Regions from separate parts of the Callithrix jacchus genome. Here region 2 is linked to region 1. Evidence: chromatin contacts called from public Hi-C data. All regions are on one chromosome and are shown on one strand. The core of a region is the stretch at or near the end of the contact, and the rest is flanking DNA. Distances in the headings are between cores, read along the strand shown.

The links. Hi-C and Micro-C count contacts between places; a contact is called where the count stands out from the background.
Region 2: a contact with region 1 is called in a Hi-C map of induced pluripotent stem cells, with 2.5 times the contacts expected there. The contact joins the promoter of LRRC10B here to the enhancer-like site in region 1. A contact is called at or near these places in 2 of 3 Hi-C or Micro-C datasets (induced pluripotent stem cells and skeletal muscle).

What each region holds. Positions count from the first base shown.
Region 1 is chr10:118,455,080-118,460,186 of calJac240_pri, reverse strand. No RefSeq gene overlaps it. Among named protein-coding and RNA genes, the nearest start is that of SAXO4, 21 kb to the left of the region's middle. Within about 2 kb of position 1,391, at least 2 of the 16 cell types and tissues checked have an H3K27ac peak or open chromatin away from gene starts, as enhancers often do.
Region 2 is chr10:118,507,391-118,512,271 of calJac240_pri, reverse strand. LRRC10B (leucine rich repeat containing 10B) reads right to left here and starts at 1,684. Exons shown (of 1, transcript XM_002755412.5): 1 at 1-1,684. The coding sequence starts at 1,428. The coding sequence ends at 550.

The DNA.
Region 1 (5,107 bases), core at 142-2,641:
GACTACCGACCTGCAGGAGTCCCCGAGACCGCCAACGTAGTCTCATTCAACCTGAGGGAGAGAGTGCGCGGGAGTGAAAGAATAAAGGAAAGCAGAGTCTGGAGGGCTGGCTTAGGCTATGTCCAAGCAGCCATTTTATTTTTGCAATACGTTTCATTATACACTTTTCTGAAGTCAAAGTTGTTTACACCAGATCAATGTATTTAAGTTACAGTAAGCAAGTTACGCCCACTAAGTTACGCCCAGTAAGTAAGTTAAGTCCAGTAAGTAGGTTAAGTCCAGTAAGTAGGTTACTTCCAGTAAGTAGGTTACGCCCAATAGGTCAAGGTAAGTAAGTTACAGTCACGCCCTGTAAGCTATGGTAAGTAAGTTACAGTTACTCCCTGTAAGCTATGGTAAGTAAGTTACAGTTACACCCAGTAAGTTACGGTAAGTTACCAAGTATAAATACTTAAGTTAATATTTTACAATGAAGGTAACAAGGGTCCAAAATGAACACAATCAAGCAATAAACCATAAGGAGCCGAAAGTGGTCACAATGCCTTGCAAGTCCTCATATCCATAAAGTAATGTCTGTTAATTATTTTGAATAACATATAGTTCCTCTCTCGGTTCCTGCTTTCCCTCAGCTCGACTCCCCCAACCAGGGATCTGTGTCTGGGCTCAAGCTCACCGTAAGGCAAGGCCCATTTCCTAGGGGCCTCACACGGGAGCGATCCCCACAGATTCCCTCAAAAAACTTTAATAATATTGAATGTGTTTGTTTTTGGAGTTTTAATTTTGGCAAGTGACACTATTGATGTGATTTTTTCATTTACAGTTGTGATATAGTTTCCTTTTAAAAGTAATTCATCTAAATTAAAAAAGGGGATCTATTTAAGAAAAGAGAGTAAGTAAATGTCAGTATCAATGGTCACAGATCCCGCAAAGCTCATGAAGGCAGTGAGTGAATGGGCTAAGTCCGGGATGATGAGTAGGACGTTGGGAACAACACAATCTCTAGGGCAACCTGGGTTTAAATTTCAGCCCTGCAGCCTCCTCGGGGTGTGACCTTGGACAAGCCTCATGTAGGCAATAGGATTGATACAGTCTCCTCCGAAGGGAGATTTGTGAGTGTGAATGAGAGAACCCAGGGAGAGCATAATTTGGACGCCTCAGTAAGCGGCACCTCCCTCGCACAGAGGGGAGAAAAGCAGAGGACATTCCCATCTAGGAAAACCGTTTGAAGAATACAACTGGAGCAGGGAGTATATATGTGTGAGCAGTGGGGCTAGGCTGTGGGAGAGAGTCAAAGAAGGGCCACCAGATTGAATGGGGAGTAAGGAAGAAGAGAGAGCCAGTACTGAGCACCCACACAGTCACTGAGGACGGCCAACTATTTCTGCTTCTCCAGCACATCCTCCTCTTGAGAAATGTAATGCCCACCCTCGGCGGGGGTGGACAGATCTTGGAGCCCCGGGCTCCAGGACTGTGTGATGCAGCTTCTATTCCCTGGAGCACGCCTGGGCTTGGGAGTTTGCTTCTTTTAACATCCCAGGTCTTCCAGAGGCCTGGGCAGAGAACCAAGAACTCTCCACTTCACACGAGAGAGACAGATCTAATTCATTAAAACTCTTCTCCCCAGCCACAGGGCATCCAGCCACCTGGAAGGCTGGGACTAATCCTTCAGGCACACTCAGCTGGGGAGGGAAAACATTATCTCTCATCTTAGCGGGAGGCCCAAGAGGCCTCTGACTGCTGCACCCGTAGTTCTCAGTTCTTGCTAGTAGAAAGGTTTACTCTCAGCTCTGAAATCAGATGGATCCATCAATTGATTTTGTTTTACTCGTTTCTTTTTTTTCTTTTTTTTTTTTGAGATGGAGCCTTGCTGTCACCCACCAGGCTGGATGCAGTGGCATGATCTTGGCTCAGGCTGGCGTGCAGTGGTGTGATTATGGCTCCCTGCACCCTCAACCCATGGGGCTCAAACAATCCGCCAACCTCAGTCTCCCAAGTAGCTGGGACCACAGGTGCATGCCACCATGCCTAGCTTTTTTTTTTTTTTTTTTTTTTGGAGACGGAGTTTTGCTCTTGTTGCCCACGCTGGAGTGCAATGGTGCCATCAGGGCTCACTGCAACCTCAGCTTCCTGGGTTCAAGCAGTTCTCCTGCCTCAGCCTCCAGAGTAGCTGGGATTACAGGCATGCCTCACCACGCCCAGCTGATTTTTAAAATTTTTAGTAGAAATGGGGTTTCACCATGTTATCCAAGCTCATCTCAAACTCCTGACCTCAGGTGATCCGCTCGCCTCAGCCTCCCAAAGTGCTGGGATTACAGGTCTGAGCCACCATGCCCGGTCATGCCTAGCTATCTTTTTAAAAAATATTTTTTGTAGAGACAGGGTCTCACCATGTTGTTAGGCTGATCTTGAACACCTGGGCTCAAGCAATCCTCCCACCTCAGCCTCCCAAAGTGCTGGGACTACAGGTGTGAGCCACTGCACCTGGCCTTATGCATAGATTTTCTTTCACCTCTGTCGGCCCTGAGCTCCCACCTCAGCCTCCCAAAGTGCTGGGATTACAGATGTGAACCACTGCAGCTGGCCTTATACACAGATTTTCTTCCACCTCTGTCACCCCCGAGACAGCACAACCAACCCATCCTCTTCTTCCACTTCCTCAGCCTACTCGAGGTGGACAGCAAAGGTAAAGGCTTTATGATGATCCACTTCCACTTAATGAATAGTAAATAGATTTTTCCTTCTTTATGATTTTTTTTTTTTTGAGACGGAGTTTCACTCTTGTTACCCAGGATAGAGTGCAATGGCGCGATCTCAGCTCACTGCAACCTTCACCTCCTGGGTTCAGGCAATTCTCCTGCCTCAGCCTCCTGAGTACCTGGGATTATAGGCACGCGCCACCATGCCCAGCTAATTTTTTGTATTTTTAGTAGAGACGGGGTTTCACCATGTTGACCAGGATGGTCTCGATCTCTTGACCTCATGATCCACCTGCCTCGGCCTCCCAAAGTGCTGGGATTACAGGCGCAAGCCACCGCGCCCGGCCCCTTTATGATGTTTTTAAGAGACTCTGTTGTCTAGGCTGGAGGGCAATGGTGTGATCATAGCTCACTGTAGCCTCAACCTCCTGCCCCAGACCCCCAGTAGCTGGGACTACAAGGTATGCCACCACACTTGGCTAACTTTAAAATATTTTTTGCAGAGCTGGGATCTCCCTTTGCTGTCCGGACTGGTCTCCAACTCCTGGCCTCAAGCGATACTGCTGCCTTAGCCTCCCAAAGCTAATTACAGGTGTGGGATGCTGTGCCTGACCTGATTTTCTTAATAGTATTTCATTTCTTTTATTTATTTATTTATTTAATTTTTTAAAAAGCCTACGGCACCCAGTATTCCCAGGCAGTATTTCACTTCTCTAGCTAACTCTATTCTAAGAATATAGTATATAATACATATAACATAAAATACATGTTAATCAGGCCAGGTGCGGTGGCTCACGCCTGTAATCCCAGGACTTTGTGAGGCCAAGGCAGACTGATCACAAGATCAGGAGTTTGAGACCAGCGTGGCCAACATGGCGAAACCCCATCTCTAGTAAAAATACAAAAATTAGCCAGGTATGATGGTGGGCACCTGTAATCCCAGCTTCTCGGGAGGCTGAAGCAGGAGAATTGCTTGAACCCGCGAGGCGGAGGTTGCAGTGAGCCAAGACAGCGCCATTGCACTCCAGCCTGGGACAGAGCGAGACTCTGTCTCAAAACACAAAACAAAACGAAACGTGTTAATCGACTGTGTTCTCAGTAAGGCTTCTGGTCAACAGTAGGCTCTTAGTAAAGTTTCTTGAGAATCAAAAGCTGTATGCAGATTTTCGACTATGCAGGGGTTGGCTCTTCTAACCCCTGTTGTTCAAGGGTTAACTGCACACTCATTTGGGAGCTGCAGGCAGAGACAAGATTCAAGGGAATGCCAGATGATGAAGGCAGATCAGGGGCCCTACCCATTGTCCATCAGAGAGATGAGAGTAGCATGACGGTGCTAGAGATAGGAAGAAGTGATGGATTCAAGAACTATTTGGAGCCAAGTCAACAGGTCTTGGTGATGGGCATGGAGAGAGAAGGAGCAGCTTAGGACAATTCCTAGCTTGAGCAACTGCATGATTGCTGATGCCCTTCACCGAGACTCTCAAGAAGACGAGGGAGTTTTTGGTGAGTAGAACAGGCAAGGAGGGTGGCCTGGTTGAGTTTGAAGGGTTTTTCAGCCTCCTTCAAAGGAGGAGTCAAGTTGGCAGTTGAATATGCAAGCTGGAGCTCAGAAGAAGATGTGAGAACTGTCCACATACAGGCAGTGATGGATACCCTGCTACGGGTAAGATCACTAGAGAGAATATCCAAAGAGAGGAGGCTCCTAGGAGAGAGAGCATTGTGAGGAACTCCAAATAGAATGACTGGGAAGAGGATGGTGTGCTTCACAGAGGCAGAGGCATGGCTGGAGAGGCCGAAGGAAACAGAATCATGAATATCAACGGAACTGGAGTGTCCATAATTGGTCAGAGGCAAAGATAAAACTTGAATTAAGTCTGTTGGATTAGCAAAATGGAGGTCAGAGGTGACCTTAGTGAGAGATGCTTTCATAGCGTAATGAAATAGAAACCTGGATAGATTAAGATAAAGAATGAGTGAGATTTTAAGAAAGTGGAGACAAGTGTAGTCAACCCCTTGGAGAAGCTAGATTATGAAGGGGAGGAAAGGAAAAGAAGAGTCGGCCCAGTGCAGTGGCTCATGCCTGTAATCCCAGCACTTAGGGAGGCTGAGCTAGGTGGATCCCTTTAGGTCAGGAGTTCAAGACCAGCCTGGCCAATATGGTGAAACCCCATCTCCACTAAAAATACAAAAATTAGCCAGGCATGGTGGCGCACACCTGTAGTCCCAACTACTCAAAAGGCTGAGGCAGGAGAACTGCTGGAACCCGGGAGGCAGAGGTTGCAGTGAGCCAAGATTACACCACTGCACTCCAGCCTGGGGGACAGAGCAAGTCTCCATCTAAAAAAAGAGAAAAAGTAGAGTCACTGGATTTGACAAAGAAGCCGGGGCTTGGGGGTAGGACTGAGCTGAGT
Region 2 (4,881 bases), core at 435-2,934, 52 kb before region 1:
ACGATCAGCCCTGGTGGAGGGGTGAGGGCAGCTTCGATGTTGGGGCCCCCATCTGTTTCCCACTTCTGTTGCGGGCACCAAGCCCGTGCCCCTGGCCCAGGCCTTCTTCCCAAGGGCAGTCCACCCCAGAGGCAGCGGCTCCTGCCCTAGAAAGGGTGGGCCCAGGAGATCCAAACCCCAAAAGGTGGGAGGGTGGTGGGCGCCCTGCATCCAGACTCAGCAAGACATGACGATTCTGTGGTCCTCAATGACCCTGGTTCCTGGAGGAACGTGGCTCCTGTGTTATCAGTGGCTCCATTGGGGACTGGACCCAACCCAGACTTCTTGGTCTGACAATTGCCCACAGATCAGCCAGGGGGCAGTCAGTCCTCTTACTACCTAGGAGTGTCTGAAGATGAGCCCCGGGCCTGCCAGTGCCCGGCAGCTCGCCGAAAGTGGCCCCTCCATTGCCCCAAGTAGGGGCCCACTGATCCCGCAGGCCTACGCAGCCAAAGCTTCCCAGAGCCTCTCCTCTCAGAATGGCCAACGTCCATCAGCCAAAACAGAGGCTCAAGTGCCCAGTCCTGCAGCGGCTTCCAGGGCGCGGAGGCTGTCCCCGGGGGCGCCCAGAGTCCGGGAGCCAGCGCCGCCTATGAGCAGGTCTTCCTCCTCCTCATCCTCAAAGGCGCGTGCTGGGCGCCGGGGCGGAGGCCGGGGCGTGGGCTCGTCGCGCTCAGCCATGCGCTCGACGGCGCCCTCGCCCACGAGGAACACGGTGTCCGCGACGCGCGGGGGCCCGGTGACGGGGTTGTGGTCGTAGGAGAAGACGCGCAGCGCGCGTAGCGGGTGCAGGTCGGGGAAGCCGCCCAGGCGGTTGCGGTCGAGGTCGAGGATGTGCAGGCGGCCCATGCGCAGCAGCGCGGGCGGGAACTCCTCGAAGCGGTTGCCGTAGAGCCAGAGGCCACGCAAGCCCGTCATGCGCGGCAGCTCGGCCGGCAGCGCGCGCAGCCGGTTGTCGCCCATCTGGAGCGACTGCAGCGCCACCAGGCGCAGCAGCGGCCGCGGGAAGCGCCGCAAGAAGTTGCCCTCGATCCAGAGGCAGCGCAGGCTCTGCAGCTGCGCGAAGTCCGCCGGCAGCGCCAGCAGCCGGTTGCCGCCCAGGTAGAGGCGCGTTAGGCGCGGCAGGCGGCACAGGCCGTCAGGCAGGCGCTCGAGTTTGTTGAAGTCCAGCGCCAGGATGCGCAGCTCGCGCAGCTCCTCTATCTCCTCGGGCAGCTCGCGCAGCCCCGTGCCGCTCACATACAGCTTCTGCAGGCGGCTCAGCGCGCACACGGCGCTGGGCAGCCGCCGCAGCCGCCGCCCGCTCAGCTCCAGCTGCTGCTCGCCGCTGCGCAACTGCTCCTCCGCGTCCGACGGCAGCTCATCCGGCGTGGACTCGGCGATGCCCATGGTCACGGGCCCCGGCCGGGGCCGCCAACACCGCCACCGCCACCGCCCGGCATCGCCCCACCCCGGCCGCCCCACGGCCGCCCCGACGGGGCCGGAGCCGCGCCGGCCCCCGGGCCCCCCGCCCCGGCCTGCTCCCGCGCCGGGAGGGGGGCCGTGCCGGGCCGGGAGGAGGCGCCCGCTTGGGGCCCCGCCGCCGCGCGCCGCGCTCCGCCGCCCGCCCTCGGGCCTCCCCCGCTGCCTCCGCCGGAGGCCGACTGAATAGGGTTCGCGCTGACTCGCAGCTTAGCGACCTGTCGCCCTGGCAACCCCGACGCGCGTGCAGCTGCCAATGAGACGGAGGGTGGGCGGGGCGGGGCGGGGCCAAGGCGCCACCCGAGCGGGGTCCCAGCGCCGGAGCCCGCCCCCTACCTGCCCATCCAGCCCACCACGGAGCAAGCGCAAACTGAGGGATTCCCCTCGAGCCAAGCCTGGCCCGGAGACCCGACGCCGTTTGGTGTACGGTTGTGTGCGCCCCAGAGCTGCGGGTCTAAGAGGGAGGAAACACCGGCTGTGGACCAAAGACTCTGAACTAGAGACTCACAAGGAAGGGTTGAGGGGCGCGGTCACTGAGGGCCATTCACGTCCAGTGGCGCGCGACCAGTCTCCCTGCTGGGGTCACTTCGAGTATAGTAACTCGAAACTGTTACTGTCCCGCCCTTTTCATGTCTGCTGGTTTTACCGGGACCCAAGGCTTGGCCCCGCCCTGCCTAATTGCCCCACAGCGTCCTCATTGCTACACTCACACCCCTCTCCCCTGCCACGATCCCTCCACCGAAGCTCAAGGTTTGTGTGTGGCTGCGGTGGACAGGGGACTGGGACACGTGAATGCCTTTGAGCCACCAATCATGACCACTCTCATTCCGTGTCTCCAGCCGTCCCCTCCTGCCCTCTCCCCTCACCTCCCATCCAGAGCCCTTCTGCCGGAGCTCCTGGCAGAAAAGGACGGGCTGCCACTGTCTTCGAGCCCACGTGTGCCCACACGATGCTGAAAGCATTGCGTTGGGTCCTTAGCACAGCCTATAAGGTAGACACCCTCATCACTCCGATTTTAAAGATGGAGAAACTGAGGCTCAGAGACAGGACTTGAACTGGGTCAGTCTGAACTGGGTGAAGTGCCCAAGGTCACCCAGCTGGTGAGCAGCTGGATTCGAAGCCAGGTTCGTGTGACTGGAGAGCCTGTGTTTCTAACTACAAACTATACCGATAGATGGAAACTCCACCTCCAGCAATGAATTTTCTCACCACAGAGCCTCTGATTCCGTGATTCGCCTCTGATTAGAATGCAAAGAGAGCATTCTAATCCCATAGAAAGACAAGAAAAGTGAAATTAGGCACCCTGCTTAAGGTCACACAATGCATAGAGGTTGGAGCTGAATTTTCAGGCTCCAAGCCTCCTGCGCCCTGCCTTCTCTTGAACTCGGCTGATTTGATCCATGTAACTGGCTGAATGGACTGACCTCAGGACAGCACGCTGCCCTTTGGCCCACCCCCACTGCCATCCCCACTGCAGGCAAGAAGGAGGGAGGACAACCCAAGGGCAAAGAGCAGTTGCCAATGCAACCCGAGGATGGGAGCCATCCCCACTGGAATGTAAACTGCCCAGGCAGGCAGGTTTGTGGATCTCCCTCCCTGCTGGCACAGGCTCTAGAGCATATAGTAGACAATCAGTGAAAAATTTTATTCATTATTTATTTATTTATCTTTTGAGACAAAGTTTTGCTCTTGTTGCCCAGATTGAAGTACAATGACGTGATCTCGGCTCATTGCAACCTCCACCTCCTGGATTCAAGCGATTCTCTTGCTTCAGCCTCCCAAGTAGCTGAGATTAGAGGCACCTGCCACCATGCCCGGCTAATTTTTGTGTTTTAGTAGAGACAAGGTTTCACCATGTTGGTCAGGCTAGTCTCAAACTTCTGACCTCAGGTGATCCACCCACCTCGGCCTCCCAAAGTGCTGGGATTACAGGCATGAACCACTGCTCCTGGCTGAAACATTTTAACATTAAAAAAAGTGGAGGCAAACATTGGATACAGTTTTCACTGTACAGATCCTAAGTGTACTCTTGGATGGGTTTTGACAAACGTGCACACCCCTATCCCATCTCCATCCCCCAACGAGTTCTCTGAAGCCCTGGCAGTCAATCCCCACCTCGCAGAGGCAACTGTGATCCTGACCTCTGTCATCATGGACCAGTCTCACCTGTTCTCGAATCTCACACAAATGAAACTATTCAGCACATACTTTTTTCAGATAGTATGTATTTGTTGGATAAAGAATGAAAGGGCAGAGCAATAGCAATTCTAATATGGCAAGGGGGCAGACAGGTGACAGGGGACACACAGGCAGATGTTGCTCTGAGCCAGGAACCAGCCATGTACCTCCATCCTGGGACAGACTGGCAAAACAAAAGCAGGAATCCAGGCCAAGGTAGAGGACCCAGGTGGAACCCAGACACCAGACCTGAGGTATAGGAGTCTCAGCCCCAGCCAGAGGGGCTTCAGGCTCCTCCCAGATGTCACTTAAATTCCAATCCAGCTGTCTCCCTTCTACTCATTCAGGAGGACTTCTTGGAAGAGGTGAAGCTCCCAGAGACCAAAAAGGTAGGGAATGCCCAGCCAGGCTAATGGGATGAGGATGAGTCCCTCCCCCCATACCCAAGCAGTTTCACCGAGGGAATATTGGCCGTGGAGGAGGAGGCTCCGCAGCAGCCTCTCCACATGCTCAGGCTGGCACTCTAGCACCAGGCTGCCCTCTTGGGCTTCATCGGCATGAGCAACACCACATGAGCCTCTCCACCCTGATACCAGCCTGGCAGAGCTTCCTGGGGTTGAGAGCATGGAGGACCAGCCCTCTTGTTTCTCAGAGTCTTTTCTCCACAGATCCTGTACCTTCACCTCCCACCAGGCCCTTCTCAGTGGGTAAAGGTAAAATGTGCTGGCGTTCCGGGCCCACGCAGGCTGGCGGCGGGGCAATCATCACGATGAATCATGCTGGCACCGCAGGCACCGGTCCTTGTTGAGGCATAACTAATGAATTAGCTTCACCCCCAGCACGGGGCCTCTCAGCCTTTCCCCACTTCCCAGGAAGGCAGGAAACTGAGACCTGGGAGGGGGAAGCAGGGGAGGAGAGAGGGCTCTGTCAGCTACAGGCAAGGGTCCCAGACCCCAGCCAGCCCCTCCGCCCCCGCACACATGCTGCAAAAATGCCCAATGTGCAGGTCCCCCGGGCCCCCAGAAACTGCCTCTCTGTTACTAATCATGAGCTGTAACTATGAATGCCCACCCCCAACTCTGTATTTTGTAAAAGATTTTTTAAAATATAGGAAAAGTCCAACGCTGTGATAACCACCCCCACGCCCAGTACCCAGCACTGACAATTGTTCACATGTCGTCATCCTTGCTTTAAGCCTATTTT